Regions from separate parts of the Mus musculus genome. Here region 2 is linked to region 1. The links are chromatin contacts, called in public promoter capture Hi-C maps. All regions are on one chromosome and are shown on one strand. Each heading gives the region's core, a stretch centred on a gene start, on an enhancer-like site or on the middle of the called end of the contact. The rest is flanking DNA. Distances are from core to core; before and after follow the strand shown.

What was found. Promoter capture Hi-C pulls out the DNA fragments that hold promoters and counts their contacts.
Region 2: a contact with region 1 is called in a promoter capture Hi-C map of embryonic stem cells, with 2.5 times the contacts expected there. The contact joins the promoter of Gpr143 here to the promoter of Tspyl2 in region 1. A contact is called at or near these places in 3 of 39 promoter capture datasets (embryonic stem cells, hippocampal neurons and liver) and 1 of 115 datasets of contacts at active chromatin or transcription factors (stem cell-derived neural progenitor cells).

The regions. Positions count from the first base shown.
Region 1 is chrX:152,340,140-152,344,450 of GRCm38.p6, forward strand. It overlaps Tspyl2 (TSPY-like 2), which reads right to left and starts at 2,345. Exons shown (of 7, transcript NM_029836.4): 1 at 1,401-2,345; 2 at 164-241; 3 at 1-58. The coding sequence starts at 2,186. It overlaps Gpr173 (G-protein coupled receptor 173), which reads right to left. Exons shown (of 4, transcript NM_001359449.1): 4 at 3,459-4,311.
Region 2 is chrX:152,779,790-152,784,100 of GRCm38.p6, forward strand. It overlaps Gpr143 (G protein-coupled receptor 143), which reads left to right and starts at 2,132. Exons shown (of 9, transcript NM_010951.3): 1 at 2,132-2,503. The coding sequence starts at 2,254.

The sequences.
Region 1 (4,311 bases), core at 1,095-3,594:
TTGTCTGGAAGTACAGCTTCATTTTGTAGCCCATGGAGATATGTCTGAGGTCCTGTACCTGCTCAGGGTGGGGTAATAGTGGTATCTATCCCTCCCAGGGCCCTTCCCACCCACCCCCTCACCTCCAAAGACCAGATTCCTTGGCTTTCTTCTTTGGCCTGACCTGAAGATTGGTCAAGTAGCGGAAAATGTCTCTGTCACGTTGGTTGATCAAGATTGAAATTCTGGGGTGGTTGAGGAACTGATGAGTGGAGCAGTTTAGGTCAAGGATTTACTGTTCAATGCCAGGGAGGGCAGAGCAAAACAGGCTGAAGCAAGGGGGGTCCTTCTGTGTTTGAGTGATGTCTGAGGAGTAGGTGAGTGCTTATGCAATGTTAAACCTCAGCATCAGGGAGCCTTGCCATGGTTCATATTTGCTGTAGGTCTAGATGCTAAGGGTCTCTGACCATGTCCATGTGATTCTTGTGCTTATGTTCACAGAATACTGTATGTCTGGGAGCTAAAAGCCCAAGTCTAAGTACAGATACATTTGGTTACCGAGGACCTGCATTTAAATGTTACATGTATAGGTGTTGATGCTCAGTGTCCACATAATGGATGAATGCCTCTAGAAGTCTGTGTGCTTAGGCCCAGTTGCCTCATGTCTAGATATGGAAGTTATGTATCTGTATCTACTTGATACCCTGTGCCTGACTCCCGAGAGCCTATGATCATGTGACACTTTTTAATCATGGGCCAAGTGTTTATATCTATATAAATTCTACTAAAATGTGTGCATTTCAAATGTTGCATACGTGTTTCCCTGGGAATGAGCTCAACAGTCACCAATAGTGGATTGGATTCTTCCTGTTGTACCTTTCCCTTCATTTAACCACTTGAGCCTCACAACCAAGTGGTCTTTCTCCTGATTCTTCAGGGTTCCATCCCATTTCTACTCTCTCCCCTCTAATGGAGAGGATGGTAGACAGATTTGGGATTTCTAGGTATCTAAGCAGAGACCCAGGTTTATGGAGCCTTGTGTGGTTTGAGCACGCTTCCCGAAGAGCTTATGCGCCCTCCCTCCTTAGTCAGTTCATCACCTGTACTCCCCCCTCCTCTCCTCCTTTCTCTATCTGTTGCTCCGTTTATGGGCTGTGTGCCTTTTCCGTTACCCCTCCCTCTTTTATTGTCTGGGATCCATTTTCTTTTTAAATGTTGCAATGCTACTCTTTTTCCCTTCTGCAGTCTAGTTTTAGATGCGATTTTGCCCTCTTGCCATCCCTCTTCCACGCCTTCTAGAATCTTCTAATGGGGATTCATCATCCTCATCTCTGACCCTCCCCCACACCTCTTCTCTCTCTTCCACACATCTCCCCTTCAGTCATGGGCTTCTGGCCCATGCATACTGATGAGAAGGATACTGCTTTGACCCAGAAGCCTGGGATATGCTGGATGATGAGGTCTCTGCGCTCCAAAAAGGGCCTTCGCATCTGGATGAATTTGCGCTTGAGACGCAAGAAGGCCTTGCCTGCCTTGATGTTCACCGCCTCCAGGTCCATTTGAATGCTCTCCAGGGCCTGCAGTATGCTCTCCATCCTCTGGGCACTCCTCTCTCGGCTCTCCTTCGCCTTCCTCTGCTTCCTTCTCCTCCTCCTCCGACGCTGCCGCCTCCTCACACTCTCCTTGTCATCCTCATCCTCATCTTCCACTATTATGATAGCCTCCTCCTTCCTCTTCGGACCAACTAACATCTGGGGCCCCCACCCTCCTAAGCTACAGGTTTCTAGGGCCTTCTCTCCGAGGCTGCTGGGCTCTGCAACCTGAAAGTCAATTGCCAGGCTTCCCCCAGAGATTTCTGAAGATGGGAGCGTTTCCATGATCCCTGTGGAAGGGGCCTCCCCGAACCCTGACTCCATTGCGTGATCCCATCCGGGACTCTCAGCACTCAGGGTGAAATACGCGCGGATCCCCCCTTCCTCAAGAATGACATAGGGCAGTGGTGGGGGCAGCGTGGGGCCCACCCCCCTCATGTCAGCCAGCACCTGTGCAGCCTCGGTTTCTTCCTGGGGTCTCGGACGCTGCTGGGGTGGAGGCAGGGGCAGTCGCTGGAGCGGTGGGGGTGGCGGGGGCGGCAGGTCGCGCTGACGGGGTTCCGAGCTGCTCAGGCGGGGGGTCTTGGCCGGAGGCCCCTCGTCCGGGCGGTCCATGGTGACCGCACTCACAACACTGGCTCTGCGGCTCTCAGACAAGGCCGTAGCCACCAGTCACACTTGAAGCGGAGCCGCCACACCTCACGCGACCAGCTCTGCTCACCACCTCGCTCTGACGTCCCCTCCCACAGCGCCTGCCCCACTCCCACAGCGCCTATCGCCCAGGCCCCGCCCACTCCCTGGCATGGCGTCTGCTCTGCCCGCCATTGGCTGCAGGCCTCGGAGCTGGCGGTAGCGTTCCCTCAGCCCCTGCCTTCTCTCACGCAATCCGCTTGCCAACACTACACATCATCATTTTCTAATTGGCTCCCTTCGCGCCCACCAATCATCAGGCTGACTGCCCCTCAGTGATGAGAGGAAAACTGCGGGGCGATTGGCTATGAGGAAAGCTAGGGTAGGAGCCCCCTCACCCTCAGTCTTGCAATGTTTTAGCCAATGGGAAAAGTACCAGTGATTCTGAAGACCACAAGACTAGGCCCGGGGAGGGTGGCTGGGAGTGCGCAAGCACCAGGGAACGAGATGTGCTCAAATGAAATCAGAGAGCCTCGCTATCATTCTCCCCGCCCCACTCCCCCAACAACTACGCACTTTTAAAATCTGTCCCTTCCCCCACCAGTTTATGCCTGTGGGGTGAGCGCTGTAGCCCCTCAGTCGCAGGCTGCTTTGAACTGCTAGTAGTTTAAATATCTGAGGTCTTTTTGCTTTGGTGGTCAGGTTTTGACATGGCTTTTTCTATTTCTGCAAAATGGCTCCACAGATGCAAAGAGTAACTTCCTCTGCGTCATTAAAAAAAAAAAAAGGTGATTCAACTAATGTGCTAGATTTTTCTAGAACTTTAAAATTCTCTTTGTCTACACATAATTTCTACCCCAGCTTTTCCTAAATGAATGCGGCTATTAATTGTACCCTAATATTATATTTTATTTTGTTTGTGATCAGAAATGGCTGGTCTTTGATGAGGCACGATGGTGGAGTTTTGGCTCTGGTTCTAGAATCCACATAGCAGGTGACTTCCACTGTGACTTTAGCCAAATCACTGCCCCTCTCTGAGCTTGTTTCTTCTACATTAGACATTCCTAAGGAGAGGAGATAATTGCCCATTGCAGCCTTGCTGTGGTAGCAGAGGAAGGAACCTCAGAATCCATCAACAGGAAAATGGATGTGATATGTGTTTTAGATGGACTACTAGAATAAATTTGATCTATGTATAGCAACATGGCTGGATTTCGCAAAAACAGAATGTTAAGTGAAAAAAGAAACAGAGCAAGATTTATAGTACAATACTGTTTATGTAAATTAAAACACATCAATACCATATATTTTCCACAGATACACATAAGTAAATAAACACATGAACGGTGGTTTGGAAGGACACACATTAAGTACTGAAGAGCGGTGCCTATGTGGGGTTGGAAGGATGGGATCAGGAATGGGTGATGAAGGGGACAAAGCAAAATAATAAAAGGACCTTGCATGGACCAATGATAGAGTGTGCCAAGAACTGAGTAATAGGGTCAGCTCAATTCTGTGCACCTGAAGAAATAAGTAAATAAATAGTAAATTAATTGAGTGCTTAGGGAGTAGGCCAGCTGGGTAGATCCCCAGACTTGGGCTTTTTCGTTATGTTATCTTTCCTTCTGAATTTAGTCAAAGCTAAACCAAGTCCCAGCTGTATACAGTGGAACCGTAAGAAGGACTTGCAGTTTAGGCTGAGCAGTTCCTCTAAAAGCCATTACATTGCAGGGGGCCATTTCTTAACCCCATTGCCTTCATGTTTGATCCCTCCCCTATTCCCAGTTCCTATTTCCATGGTGGTCTAATATAAGAAATACCTTGTTTGAAATTTGGGGTGAGGATTGAATCTCCAGACATTGGGAAGAGATGGGGTTCTAAAGTATTCTCTCCTTACCTGGTGCTCAGAAGCTGGGCCAAAGGAAGACAACTTTATGAGATGGGAGTTGACTCTCTTGACACATACATACATGAAAAATTTCAGGTTCCATCTCCTAAGCACTCTATTTCCTGCTGCAGGCACATACTAAGTTTTGTCTCCTCTCCATTGTGTGTATGTGTGTGTGTGTATACTCTATTTCTTCACATATATGTATTTGCTCACATATGT
Region 2 (4,311 bases), core at 882-3,381, 440 kb after region 1:
ATTTATAACTGAACATTTATACAGTACATGTATCAATTAACTATGAATTAAGTTATTAATAACATTGAGAACAATTTTGAAGTATAAGCAGCACAAGGGAATGCTAGGGCAGTGAGGCACAGGAGTGGGTAGGTGGGTAGGGGAGCACCCTCATAGAAGCAGGGAGAGGGGGAGGGGAATAGGAGGTCTGCAGAGAGGAGAAGGGGGGATAACATGTGAAACGTAAATAAATAAAAATAACCAATAAAAAAGAATCCTAATGTAGTGGTTAGATAGATGGCTCAGCAGTTAAGAGCACTTGCTGCTCTTCCACAGTACCCAGATTCAGTTTCCAGCACCCATGTTAGCTCACAACTGTGAGGAGCAGGTGTGGCAGCAGTCCCAAGATGGCGCCCAGGACTGCAGCCAAGTCTTATGACTTGCACCTGACTTCCTCATACACCTGAATATAAACCACGACCATCTTGAGAGCTGCGCAGCTGCACCATGATGCTGGCGGTGTAAACAAGTCCATATTTGGTGGAGACATGCCCCTGCCGCCCTGATTGGCTGAAGCTGTGTGCCTGGTGAGGTGGCATGGCCTGCTATGAGTGGATGGGGGCTGAGAGTATATAAGAGTGAGAGGCCCGGGGTTCGGGGGAGAAAAAGATGAAGCAAGAGAGATGAAGACTGGAGCTTGCTGAATAAACTGCTGTTAGAAGAATTGGTGGTTGTGTCGTTCTTGCTGGTTGAGAGCGGACGCAACACACAACCATCTGTAATAATCATCTGATGGATAAATACTCTCATCTGGCCTTAATGGGTGTGAAGCACACCTATGGTGTACATTCAGGCAAAACACCCATACACATAAAAAACAATCTCAATATAACAAATCAGTTATTTGTCTTAGCAGAATTGATATCATTTCACTGTATGCATTACATGAATAGTTTTTCTGACATAATGGGAGAGGTTAGAAACCCTGTGGATATTTTCTATACACTCTTTTCACCTGAAAACTCTCTGTTTATGGTTCAAGTGTGAAAATTGCCAGATTTCTCATCATTGTCAGAGAATACAGGCTTGACTGAAGTGGGACTTCTAAACGGGCACTGACCTAGCAGGTACATGGTGGGATTTAAGGAGTCCTGGAGTAAACCTTTTTGTTTTTAATTTTGAGATAAGGTCTCTTTGTGGCCCTATTAGTCAAGGAGCTCACTCTGTAGACCTAGCTGGCTTCAGACTCACAGAAATCTGCCTGCCTCTGCCTCCCAAGTGCTGGGATTAAAGGTGTACACCAATAAACCTGGCTAGAGTAAAACTAGAAGTAAACTAGACTAATCAGGAAGCTTTAAATTGGAAAATTTCCACCCCTCTGGTAATCTTGGTCCTGTTTCACCATTCATGCACATAGGTGTATCAGTTGGTCAAGGGTGGTAGCACACCATTTTAATACCACTACTCTGGATGTAGAGACAAATTGATTTATGTGGGTTCAGGGTTCAAGGTCAGTCTGGTATACAAAGTCAGACCCTGTCTCAAAAACATAAAGGTAAAACCCTCAAGTCTCTGTGTGTGTGTTTGTGTGTGTGTGTGTGTGTGTAAGTTGTTTTATTTGGTGTTTGCTTATTTGAGACAAGATCTCACTGTGTAGTGTTAGCTGGCATGGAACTCACTGTGTAGACCATGATAGATGTGAGGCTTGCCTTTGTCTCCAAAGTGCTGGAATTAAAGATGTCATTAATTTAAATGGAAGGTCTCTGTGGGCTTCCATGAGAAAGGGCCACAAAGGAAGATACTATTTCTTTCTTGGATGTATTCAGAGGAGCCAGGCTTAGTGGATAAACATCAGTAGGTTGCATCTCGGGCATCACATGAAGATGTCACAGACAGAAACAGGAACTGTCTGGTTAATGGGACATAGCTCTCCAGAGAGACCAGTTAAGAGAAAATGGGAGGTTAGGGGTTGCAGGTTTTGTAGAGGTAAGGTACAAGGAAGGCCTGGTGGATGGAGAAATTGCTACCCCTTTCCCACTTCTGGTGCTCCTCCCCCATCTCTCCCTCTGCATATCCAGCATTAGCCTCGTGAGACCTCGTGGCCTTTGAGGAGGGCACACCGCCCAGCTGGAGCCTTTGCAGCCTAAGGGCTGAGGTTCGGGAAGAGGCACAGGGCACATGACGCCCAATCTCCCTCACCAGCCCAGCACCTGATCAGGAAAAGCTGAAAGCTGTGGGTTCCGCAAACCAGAGACCGGTCCCTGAGCAAGACGAATGGCCTCCCCGCGCCTGGGAATTTTCTGCTGCCCTACGTGGGACGCAGCCACACAGCTGGTGCTAAGCTTCCAACCGCGGGTGTTCCATGCCCTGTGCCTGGGAAGCGGCACTCTCCGCCTGGTGCTTGGCCTCCTTCAGCTCCTATCAGGGCGTCGATCTGTTGGTCACAGGGCGCCTGCGACATCCCCAGCCGCCTCAGTCCACATCCTCCGTGCTGCCACTGCCTGTGACTTGCTTGGCTGCCTGGGTAAGGGCGCGCAGCCAGCTCTTTGGGGTTAGGATATGCAGCTGGCAGGGTGGAATGTGCTGGGTTCACGGGATCTGCCCTCGCTTAAGGATGGTACAGAATTCACTGTTTGGGATCTGCTCTGGCCAAGATGCCTGGACTCAGAGGGTAGTCTAGGTTTGAGAACAGATAAAAGCTTTGAGATATGTGACTGGCTCTTGGGTCCAGAGCAGGGCTGGATCTATTTACCTGGTGACTGGATAGTACTAGAGAATTCTGCAGAGTGACTGGTAAAATTAATGTCCATGGAACTTTAACAAAAGTATCCTGTTGGGTTTGTTAGTGGAACTTATTAGGGAAACCTCAGACATGCAGGTGTAGTTAAAATCCAGAAACAAAGGAAACCAGAAACAAAACTGCAGGTCCTTGGTTACCTCTATGAGAAGAAATAGACAAATAGACACCAGACCTTCATCTGTATGCATGTCCCTTTTTTTTGTTTTGTTTTGTTTTTAGAGACAGGGTTTCTCTGTATAACCCTGGCTGTCCTGGAAGTCACTCTGTAGACCAGGCTGGTCATGAACTCAGAAATCCACCTGCCTCTGCCTCCCGAGTGCTGGGATTAAAGGCGTGCACCACAACTGCCCTGCGAATGTTCTTTCTTGTGTGTTTGTTTGTTGTTTGCTTTGTTTTTGTTTTGAATCTGAAAGTACTGTCTTTTGAGCTGTTGTGGAAATTACCAGGGCCCCTGGGTAAAAAGCTCTACCAAGCAGCTCTATCTCCGGCCCCTCAAGTACAAAAAGTGCTATCTGGTACAACACTTTAAAATCTTTTCCGCTCCCCAGAGAAGATTGATGGCTTGTGGGTGCTGCATTAATTTACATAATGTTTTATGGGAATATAGCACTGCCCAGCATCTGCTGCTCCTGATCTGAGACCCTGTTAGCCCTGCTAGGACAGAGTACAAAGCTGGAAATAGACACCGTGGTCCACAAAAAAACTAAAACAAAATAAAACAAAATCATAGTTAACTACCTGGCCCTTAGCAAAATGAATTTGCCAATATCCTCTTTCGACTAGAGCATAATAAACTTTACTGAGCTCTAAACTAGACTTATTTTATCTGCTTAGTGTGGAAATTGTCCAATATGCATGAAGGTAGTCTATAATTATAAGGAAGTATCCCGAATCTCCAGATGTCCCTCCTCTAGCTTTGCAGATTTCTCTCTCTCTCTCTCTCTCTCTCTCTCTCTCTCTCTCTCTCTCTCCTAGCTGGGTTAATTGGAAGCAAATTCCAGACTTGGTGCATTTCTGTCTGTTAGGTTCCAGTTTAAAAAAAAAAAAAAACCAAACCTAAAAGATTTGTGCAGTGAAAAAAAAATTTGTGCAGTGTAACACCAATGCCACTTGTACTTTAAAATAATTAAAACCAAGTTCTCCATATCATGTGTAGTATTCATTTGTTTCCTATATGGTCTGCGAGAGTGAGACTGTTAATATAAGACCCAAATTCTGTCTATGCTTTGTCATTTCCTGATGGTGCTGTGCCTGTGGGAGAACTGCAGTTTTCAGTCATTGCTCTTTTCCTTGAGGTAAAGGCTGTGTGTCCTGTGTTCATCTTCCTGTGTACTTCACCTTGAGAAGGTCCCTGGATACAGGTGACTGACTGTGCCAAGGCCCAGACCTGCTTTGTCCCATTGCCAAGAGTCACAAAAATGTGACTAGGTTTACTGAAGAGTTTGAGTTTAGATGAATACTCTGTAAATCCCAAGTCACTCTCTCATATTTGGAAAAGCTATTTTCTTTCCACGAGGGATAGATTCACGTTT